2 separate regions of the Mus musculus genome follow, and region 2 is linked to region 1. The links are chromatin contacts, called in public HiCAR-type maps. All regions are on one chromosome and are shown on one strand. Each heading gives the region's core, a stretch centred on a gene start, on an enhancer-like site or on the middle of the called end of the contact. The rest is flanking DNA. Distances are from core to core; before and after follow the strand shown.

Region 1 (5,224 bases), core at 1,496-3,995:
CTCTCCACACCCCATTATTCTCTTCTTAACTGTCTTACAACTATCACTCCACCTGAGCAGAGATTTTAAGAATAAGTACTAGCCGGGCAGTGGTGGCGCATGCCTTTAATCCCAGCACTTGGGAGGCAGAGGCAGGTGGATTTCTGAGTTGGAGGCCAGCCTGGTCTACAAAATTGAGTTCCAGGACAGCCAAGGCTACACAGAGAAACCCTGTCTAAAAAAGAAGAAGAAGAAGAAGAAGAAGAAGAAGAAGAAGAAGAAGAAGAAGAAGAAGGAGGAGGAGGAGGAGGAGGAGGAGGAGGAGGAGGAGGAGGAGGAGGAGGAGGAGGAGGAGAAGAGGAATAAGAAGAGGAATAAGAAGAAGAGGAATAAGAAGAAGAGGAAGAAGAAGAAGAGGAAGAAGAAGAGGAAGAAGAAGAAGAAGAAGAAGAAGAAGAAGAAGAAGAAGAAGAAGAAGAAGAAGAAGAAGAAGAAGAAGAAGAAGAAGAAGAAGAAGAAGAAGAAGAAGAAGAAGAAGAAGAAGAAGAAGAAGTAAGTACTATGCCCTCCAACCTCCTCTGCTTGGCAGAAATACCCTTCAGTGAATAAATAACCTTCAGTCTTGGTAGAGAATAAATGCTTTGTAAAAGGACACCAATAACATATCAGAAAGAAATAAGGCTTAAAAAGAAGTGATTAGGGAAATGTTTATTTTTAGGTGAAAAGTTCCAAGATTCTGCCATTCAGTCTGAGATGTATAATTCTTTAGGATTTTGGGACGTGCTGACTAAGTGCATGTAAGTGGTCCAAGCTCTTAGATTAGTAGTTGTAAAGCTAAGGGCAGAACTAGATCATCAACAATGCCGCCTTCAGCCTTCTGAATTATGGCATTAAAGCTAAAGACTTCACATTGCAAATCTCCTGCCTGGGAATGAAGTCTCCAGACACTGCTCATACTTGACTCCCATCTTTGACATCTTATGATCCACTAGAACATGCCAGCTTCTCATTCATGGTTATCAGATATCTGAACACTGCTCAAGGGCTAGAGTGGAATCCCTTGGGTGTTTGGCTTTCTGGACACAGAAGCTGCTAAAATGATCAATGTGAATTCTTCATTCAGGTTTGGGATTAGCTCTAGAGAACCCTCCTGAGATAAGTGCCATCCTCACGGCCTTCTACAGTTTCAACGGCTTTCACTGTGTGTGATGATACCCTTCGCTCTCTTTCATCGTTTTCTTCCTACTCGATCATCCAAAAACATGCAAAGGTAATTTTGAAATTTTAAAACATCTCCTGGGGGCCTAGGATTAGAATGGTTTCATATTCTGTATTCAAAAGGACAGAGGTAGGTGGCAGTTGCTGTTGAGCGAATATCAAGAAATGGCAGCTATAATGTTAGATGCAGTTCAGTCCTACAGCTTAACCTAACTGAATCTTTGGTCTTGAAAAGTTTCCAGGCCATTCTGGGTTTCTGCTTTCTGGAGCTGTCTTTGTGTTTTGGAGAGTGGTTGGAAGAATAGAGAGCAAAGCGAAAACTATGTCCTTCTACTCAAAGAGCTGGTAGGGGCAGGTTTGCTTAAACATCAAGTATAGTTTTACCAGGTTTAAGATGAAATACCGGCTGCATGCAATGCTCAGGTTTTTCTTATTCCTTGTGGTCGAAGTTGTTAGAAGTGGGATATTAACTGCACCAAAACCACTTTCACTTCTAGATAAAATACCAACAGAAATGTAGAGCCAAGAAAAGGTCAAGTTTCATTTTAGTCATTGTCTGGAAAAAAAAATCACTATTAATGGTCAAAAGAGTTGTTCTAAAATTTGAGCTGACACCACATCTCCTCCAGAGTATGTGACACAGTGGTCTGGGCCTTAACCTCGGGGTCTCTGATTCAGTAAGACTGCAGTGGGGCTCGAGGATTCACGTCTCTAATAAATGTACAGGTGACACGGATACTATGGGCCTGAGAAACCTCACTTTGAGAGCTTCACTCTTTGGATACCATGGGGGAAAGACCATGATGGCTTTTCTTGTTCAGTTTGATGTCGGCAGCCAAAGTGCTTTTAGCGGAGAAATATCCAATTTGCAATCAAAGTCTGCATCAGACCCCTGACCTACCTGTCTATCTCCTAGTTTGCCTGCTCTGGGGAAGCTGCTCCGGGAGATACTGTTTCAATCAATTATAAGTAAGTGCAATGTATTCATGGCTATCTTAGAGGAAATGGCCTTGAAATCAGACTCTCCCTGGCAAACTTCATTAAAGAGAACAGAGAACTTTTATGTGATTTTTTTTTCCTCTAGCTGGTATACTGACAGAAACCTTAGCTTTTATTCTCATCCAATGGTGGTATCTAAGAAGCAACCCCCACAAACTCCGCATGGATTCAGGTAGTGATGTTAATTAGGTTGAGTCACAAAGCTGAGGTGAAGCTAAACTGGATGATTTGTGCATCACAAGAAAATGAGCTATGCTCCCTGAATGCCTATTTTCTCTAGCATATCATAATAGAAGTGTGCATCTCACATACAGGGTCCTGCCTAGGTCTGTTCTTTACTATAGAAGCAATGAATAAATGAATAAAAATATGTGCATGCCAATGTCTGGTATGGTTTGTCACATGAGCCAAATAAAACTGCTGAGGTAAGGTCTATACCATAGCTGGCCAAACCTCAACTTCTGTGTTTTGCACAGCTGTCAACACTTTGTGAGGGAAGCACCAGTTGTGGCAACTACTCAGGCCACAGAAACATTTCCAGTGGCTGCATCGAATGCTTGTAGCAAGGTTCAGTCTTCCTGGTAACAGAGGAGACAAGACCAATCAGAACAAAGCGTCTCCCTGAGACAGTGACTGGGGCAAGAGGAAGTCAGGTGACTTAGGCAGAGTCACTAAATCTCCTCTGTGATATTTAAGCCAGTGATTGCAGGAGATGCCATTCCCCTTCCGTTGTCCTTACTTTACACACTGAGTGTTAACACAATCAGGTACCAATTAGGTAGCAAATCAGTAACAGATATATTGATACGAAAGAGAAGAGTTGAGGAAATGAGCGAAGATGGCGAAAAATGATAAGTGTGATTAGAGACAAACCCCTCTGTCTATTTCCTGGATCTAGAGTGAAGCTTCCAGACACCCTTGTCATTTAATCTGAGCCCACAACAGAATCACAGTCTGAATCATATGAACAAAGCTGAGTACTGTGTTAGGTCTCACCCACTAGAAACCCTTTATACTTGAGCTTCCAGACTTTTTCTTTTCCCATGCTTTCTGGGCTTGCTGTCAACACATATGGGAATCTTTAAAGCTATGAATTGAAGACCCCAGAACCCCGCTGCCCCCAATGGAAGAAACCTACATTTTCATTTCAAGGGACCCTGTCAACTGATCCAGACTACTCATCTTACACTTCCCATCAGCTAAAAACAATTGTCTACCATGCATAGTCATTAAGTATTTTAAATTCTATTTGTTACACCAGTCAGAATTGTCCTAATAAAGAAATTATTTAGCGTGCAAATACCACTGAAAGTACAGTGCTCTAAGCTACCCTCTAAGAGCTGGGGTCAGAGGAAAACAGAAGCGGCTTGAAGACTGATCCCTGCAGCACTTTGATATTTAAAATCTAGGAATGAGAAAAGAAACTAGCAAAGGAGTCCCAGAAGAAACATCTATGTGTAAAAAGGAGAAATAAAGAAAGCTTCGATGTTAAAACAACAAAAATAGAAGTCCCGGAGAAGAGATAACCACTGTGCTCTACACAGTGCTGCAGGGTCCTTTGGTTCTGGGTTGCAGTTTTCAATTCTGAGATGCTTCCGTGTTCTACCTACAAGTATCCTGTTCTCTTAAAATTATGTGAGTTGGACGGTTAATGTGGACCAAGAACTCTTGATTGTGGTAGGATTCCTCTCACATGGTCTCCAGCAACTCCTGCTCCCTAGCCTTCATGTCCTTGATAATCTTCCCCCTCTCCCTTGACTGTGCACTGAAATCACTGCTGTATTTCTAATACACTGTGGCAGAAGTGACACAATGTCTCCAAAGTTGGATTAAGAAAGCATCACCACTCTCACTATGAGTACAGCTCTAACACTCTCTATTGGGTCATTCATTCTGGAGTAAGGCATGGCTGTGATACAAGCAAGCTTTGCGTAGAGGCTTCTGTGATACTGGACCTAGATTTGTCAAGAACATATAAGTAATCTTCAAATGGATCTATCATCATCCCAGTTGTTCCTTTGAAAGAGATCTCATCCACAGCCCACAACTTGATGAAAGACATTAAACTAAAATAACCAACTATGTCATATGCAGTTTCTTGATATGTACAAAGAGTGATACGATTTTAATTTTAGTCTCAAATTTACTAGGTAATTTGTTATTCAAGAATAGGTAAGGAATGCCTTAGCTAATACGCTTTTCATGGATAGAGATAAACCTTTCCATTGACTATGCCTGAGGAATAAATACCATGGGAATGCTCACTTGTTTGTTCTAGCCACTCAACCAATATTTTCAAACATTTATTTTAAATTGAATTGTTCTAGACATTGGAAATACCTAGGAAAATGATATAAATTAGTTGTGCGTTAAAAAAAAAAGAATTTTAAAGTTAAGGATAATCCTATAGGGAAAATAAAGATAACTGTGTGGCAGAAAATTGGGCCCTTCTTTTGGGTGGTCAAAGAAAGAGGGCTGAGAAGTGAATGAGGAACGGACACCTGTGAAAACATCTGATGCAGAGGTCTCAAGAAAAGGACACAGTAAAAGTTGGAAAAGAAACTACCAGGTTTGAAAAACTGGGGACAAAATGTGTCTACTGTTTAGGGATCAAAAGGAGGCATGAAAATGCTATCTTTTCCCCACTGGATGGTTTTATCTCCTTTGTCAAAGATCAAGTGACCATTTCTGGGTCAATTCTATTCCATTGATCTACCTGCTTGTCACTGTACCGATACCATGCAGTTTGTAATCACTATTGCTCTGTAGTACAGCTTGAGGTCAGGGATGGTGATTCCCCCAGAAGTTCTTCTATGGTTGGGAATAGTTTTCGATATCCTGGGTTTTTTGTTATTCCAGATGAATCTGGAAATTGTTCTTTCTAACTCTATGAAGAACTGAGTTGGAATTTTGGTGGGGATTGCATTGAATCTGTAGATTGCTTTTGGCAAGATAGCCATTTTTACTATATTAATCCTGCCAATCCATGAGCATAGGAGATCTTTCCATCTTCTGAGATCTTTAATTT
Region 2 (5,369 bases), core at 2,577-5,076, 450 kb before region 1:
TGCTCTTAACCGCTGAGCCATCTCTCTAGCCCTTACTCCTTCTATGCAGCTATAATTTTCCCATTAATATCATCCTGGGCTTTTCCTGTTCTGATAACACCAACTCTACTTTGTTTTGTTTTTTTTTTTTTCTATGAATCAATTCAGTGAATGAAATTCTGTGAATCAAACTTGCCTTGGAGTGTGACTTTTGTCCCTCTGTGTCAAGTTTCTTTTGCTTAACATAATTATATATATAATTTGACCTCATTTACAAGGCCACAAGTGTCAGGATTTTGTCCTTTTTAAGGCTGAAGCATATATACCAATGTGTATCTACATCTTTATCACTGTGATGGGCATCTAAGTTGACTCTGAATCTTGCTATTGTGAAAGGCAGGGGAATAAACACAAGAGAGCTAGGTTTATTTGATGTGCTGATTTCCCTTCCTTTGGGTACAAGACAGCCAGGAGATTGCTGGGCTAAAAGCTATTTCTCCTTGTAGTCTTGTAAGGACCCTTCAAGCTGTCCTTTCATATCAGTTATACTAATTCACATTCCCGTAACAGTTAAGGATATTTCTTTCCTGAGGTTGTCTCTATAGACTATGTTATCACAGTAACTCCTAGCTGTGAGCAGTAACTCCTAGCTATGATCGTGACACCAATTTGAGAATCTGGTCCCCGTTGAGTCTTTTCAGCTTTCAATTTTCTTAAAGACGACTTTGTTTTACACTTAATTTTTTTTATAATCACATTAAACATTCACAGCATTTGAATTCAAAATGAAAACAAACTATAGTCAGACTCTGGTTTCTAATTCTATCTCTTCTCCCCCACTTCCTCACATCCCCATAAATAAACTTTCCCTACAGTATTTTTATTTAAAACATTTATATTCTGATTACTTCTTTTCTTAGATGCAGATTGGCATATCAGATATATTTTTTCCACCATAATTTTTTAACCAGATACATTTTTCCATCATATTTTTTAACCAAACAATAAATCCCAGACATCTTTGCATACACTTACTAGTTATTTGTTTTTCTTCCTAGCTCCAGTGAGTATTTTTGGACCATCAGCAGGGCAGCTACTGGAAGGAAACATGAAAGATATTTTTTTTATTTTTTATTTTTTAAAGAAGATTGGAACTCTGTAGTAAACCTTCTTAAAATGAGTCACCAAGTTCACAGCCTGCCAGCCTCACGCTGGGGAAACTTCGAGTAGGTGGCTACACTTTGGAGAGGTGTGCGCAGTGTACAATCTCACCAGGCAAAACGCTTCGTTACTACAATTTTTCCTTTGCTTTGCATTTTAGGAAAGTAATGTTCCTTCCTATTTTAGCAGCACCATTTGCATTCCTATTATTCACACTGAGCTGTTATTTCCACTTTTATCTTCCCTTTGTTACTTGGTTTGTGCTCCTCCTCCAGGTCTTCACCTTGCCTTTTTTTCAGGTCCTTAAACCTTGTCCTACCGGAAAGGTGGAATAGCGCTGTGGACTTATGAGCCACACTGCTGGGGGGGGGGGGGGGAGTAATGATAGAGGTTCCCTTGAACCATTGCCAGCAATGCTGAGAGCATCCCACACACATTTGCTATGGAAACACCTTTATGACTAATGGGCTCTCAAAAGAAAGCGTTTGAAAACTGAAGCTAGAAGAGCTTTCTTTTTTTTTTCTTTTTTTCTTTTTTCTTTCCTTTTTCTTTCTTTCTTTCTTTCCCTCAAAATTGCTAGTTTCTGTATTATTCTGTATTATTATTCTGTATTATTCTGGATCATTTGTTTGTAAAGTGGATTCCTACAGCATAAGCTCTACATGTGTGTGCGTCACGAAAACCCGGTCTGCCCCCTCACCCGGTGCTTTAATTCCAAGAACCCTGTTCTCTGCTGTTATGTGTTTATGAGTTTGGGGTTTCAGGCTGAGTAAAGTTCTTTTCCTCAAAATGAAAGGTAAAACATTTCTTTCTCTTTTCTCTCCTTCTTTTGAGACAGGGTCCCAGGTAGCTCAGGGTACTCTCAGATTCACTACACAGCTGAGGATGGCTTTGAACTTCTAACCCTCTTGCTTCAACCTCCTAGTGCTGGGATTTCAGAGGTACCCATGCCAGATGGATACAGTCCTGGAGAACTAACCCAAGAGTTTGTGTATACTATCCTAGCACTCTACAGGCTAAGGTGCATCCCGATCCCCAAAGCACAGACATTTAAAATCATGCATGATTTGGAGGCTGTCAGATCATGAATTCATACCACATCACGTCTCCCTTTCAGTCGGCACTAGTGAATTACAAACTATGCAGATGCAGCAGGCCTGAAGGAGCCTTAGGTCAAGCTAGTGCCCTGTTCTACAAAGACGATCTCATGACGACTACCACCACCACCTCTATGCCCCCTGCACAGGTTCCACCTTCTCTGGGAAGATTTCCTGGCACATCTTCTATCTGGAGAGAGCTGGTCATTTCCTCCCTTGTGTGTTTATGAAGTCAAGACCATCTCCAAGACAAACGATGTGCTCTGATTATTTGTTCCATGCCTGGCACCATGTCTGAAAAGTATTGGCTTTGCCCCATACATCATTGTTAGTTAAATGACTCAGAGTAAATAGGCATTGGATTGACCTGTCTGGTAAAAAGAGGAGACTATGCACTACCTGCATGTGTGGTGTGTTTAAGTATCTATATTTGCATTTTTTTTTCTGTTTCATCTCTGAAAGAAACTATGGGCTTTTACAGAGCTTTGAATCTTGAACACTACCATATACATATGGTGGGTACCTGAACAGACAGTTATTTTGTTTTTGTTTTTAATATGAAGGGTCTACAGTGGCCTTTGCAGTTCTCTTCTTTGAACAACTCAGTCTTCAAGACTTCGACAAACATCTCCAGAATCTTTTTTTTTTTTTTAAGCATCTGCTAGGACTTAGTGCTGATGCCTCAGTGTGGACCACGTCTACCCAGACTTATTTCTATCCTAAGAATCTACTCTCCACTTGCTATATCATACCCCTCTCTATGGGTGAGAACTGACCTGCCTTGGAGACATGCCTACACACCCTAAGAGCCAAAGATGCTTCTGGAGAGAGGACAGGTCACCTGCCTGGTTGGTTGTAAGGATGCTAGAACTGAAACTCACGCCCTCTGAGAAAGCAGCGAGTGCTGGCTCCTAGGTAGCAAAATAGAGGGACTTTTGCAACTCATTGAAGAAAAAAAAAAGTGAATGCTTTGGTTTTACGAGACCTACAGAAATCATTCTTAATCTCCCTACCCATTCCAGATCTCAGACACAAGGAACTAATATTAGATTTGGCTCCCTGAGAGTGGGAGCAAGATTTTACTCCTTATCAAGGGTATATATCCTTGGAAGAGATACACTGTCGACAGAGCTCATTGAAAAGCTTATGAATGTATAGCCTAAAAGCCATTCCCAGGCTGCTCAGCTTCGCCCTTTGAAGAGGACAGTCAGCTCTCAGAAATCTCAGTATCTGGGGAGGTCCGTCACTTCACTTACATTTACTGCTTTTGAGGACTGGACTGTTTGCACACCTGGCCCCAGTCTCCCCTCATCTCTTTACCTAACCCCACAGGTCCACAAAGCAGCTGCCTTCTATGCAAAAAGCTTGTGACTTTTCCTTTGTCTGTTTTTGAACATTTTGCAATTCACAAAACTCCAAGGAACGTCTTACTCTCTCAAAAACATCCCCCAAGGATTTCAACAAGAGGCTGAGAGGGACAAAGAAGGTGGCTGAGTGACCCATTTCCTGGGTCTCACGGAGCTGAGCTGCACCTTCTTGGGAGGAGCTCAGCTGTGGCAGGCAGTGGGGGGTTGTTATCTACCACATCACAGCTTTCGGGTGTCATGGGTGCACAGCTGACCTCCCAGCTGGAGCCAGCACCTCAGTTCCCAGGCTAGTGTTTACCTTCTTCTCTTCCATTTTCAAGACAGAACTCTGTGCTCTATAAAACTTGCACACACCCAGGGAGGGAACGGGGTCAAGCTAATGTCTCCTTGTTTGCACTTTATCATGGAAAATAAAAACCTCTTCAATCGGGTTTATAGACCACACTCTTGTCCCCAAGCCTGATCTGTGGAGTCCCCAGCCTAACGATTGGTACTAACGATGGAGTTTCCTCCTCCGTAGATGACAGGTATCCTGAGGAGGCAAAAGCTACTGAGGAAACTTCTGTTTAAAATGCCTGCTACTCAGAATGTAGACCAGAAAGAGGAGAGAAGGCGCCTGCTGGGGAAGAAGGGGCAGAGAGGACTCCGCCCCTAAGACTGAGTATGCTTAGTAATAAACCATTTGGGACCAGCAGTGCAACTGTCTGTCAACTGCTGTTGAAACCTGAAAACAGAGTCCTTTTCTTTAAGAATGTAGCGCCCTCCCCCCCCCCAACCCCGCCCCCTAAAGTAGTCCACTCTCCAGTGGCTACTCTCCAGATATCCAAGACTATTTGGACAGCACAAATTGGTCCTGATAGATAAAATTAAAAAAAAAAAAAAAAGTGTCCGTGGGTAGGGAATTGAGGACTGGTCTGAAAAGAGATAGGAGACCAGGCAAATAAGATCAAAACGCATTTCGAGAAACACTCGAAGAATTAATGAATTACCCTTCAAGCTATGCAAGCTGCTGGCTGTTACTGAACGGCCTGGCTTAGCTGACTCCCGTAGGCTGAGCCTGGAATTTTAGAATAAAGCATAAATGAGTTTGAGACCTAGATCTGCTGCTCTTCCTAGAAGGACCTTCATGCATGTGCCTGCCCCTTTCTTAACCTGCTTCCGTTCTGTAAAAGGAGTTTTGTGAAACTTAAATGAGAAGGTGCTCTATCTATCACCCGGGCTAGTAATCAGACTGAGCGGCTATAAATGAAACAGACCCAACTAAAACTGCCTGCGACAAAGAAATGGCTGCTACGGGTTAGGCGCAAACGCCAGAAACAAGTTGAATTTAGCCGCATGCGGATCTGGGACTTTAAATGTAGTCTCAAGACTGGATGCTCACCCTGTGTGTTCTGGCTCCCGTCTTTTACCTTGTGGCTCTGTTTTGTTGTTTCGCCTCATTCTTCAACAGGTTCCAAAACAATCCTAGCAGACATTCTCAAAGATGTAAAACCTGCCTCTCATCAAAGCTCCCTGTGGATGGATCCAGCCCTGAGTCTCTCACTATGGACAAGAAAGAACTGGGGAGCGCATGAGCAAGAGGCCCGGATATGGAGAGAGCATCCTGGGACTAGAGCCCAGCCGAAGCCACAGAAAGTGGGACACGAGCACTTCCCACAAGAAGACATAACCTGATACCCTCTTTCTTTTCTTCTCTTCTCTTCTTTTCAGAAAGTGGCTATGTGTCTAAGCAGATATCCATGCAATCCAATATTATCTCATCTTT

Evidence for each region. HiCAR-type assays count read pairs that join an accessible place to other places.
Region 2: a HiCAR-type map of Th17 cells shows a contact between it and region 1, with 3 times the contacts expected there. The contact joins two enhancer-like sites. A contact is called at or near these places in 5 of 115 datasets of contacts at active chromatin or transcription factors (Th17 cells, astrocytes, effector CD8 T cells and 1 more).

What each region holds. Positions count from the first base shown.
Region 1 is chr10:96,271,707-96,276,930 of GRCm38.p6, reverse strand. No RefSeq gene overlaps it. Among named protein-coding and RNA genes, the nearest start is that of Gm40747, 15 kb to the right of the region's middle. Within about 2 kb of position 2,745, at least 111 of the 459 cell types and tissues checked have an H3K27ac peak or open chromatin away from gene starts, as enhancers often do. A contact at or near this core is called in Th17 cells and effector CD8 T cells, where this site is marked.
Region 2 is chr10:96,723,493-96,728,861 of GRCm38.p6, reverse strand. Gm33897 (a long non-coding RNA gene) reads right to left here. Exons shown (of 3, transcript XR_871979.1): 3 at 938-1,075. Among named protein-coding and RNA genes, the nearest start is that of Gm33897, 10 kb to the right of the region's middle. Within about 2 kb of position 3,826, at least 77 of the 459 cell types and tissues checked have an H3K27ac peak or open chromatin away from gene starts, as enhancers often do. A contact at or near this core is called in Th17 cells and effector CD8 T cells, where this site is marked.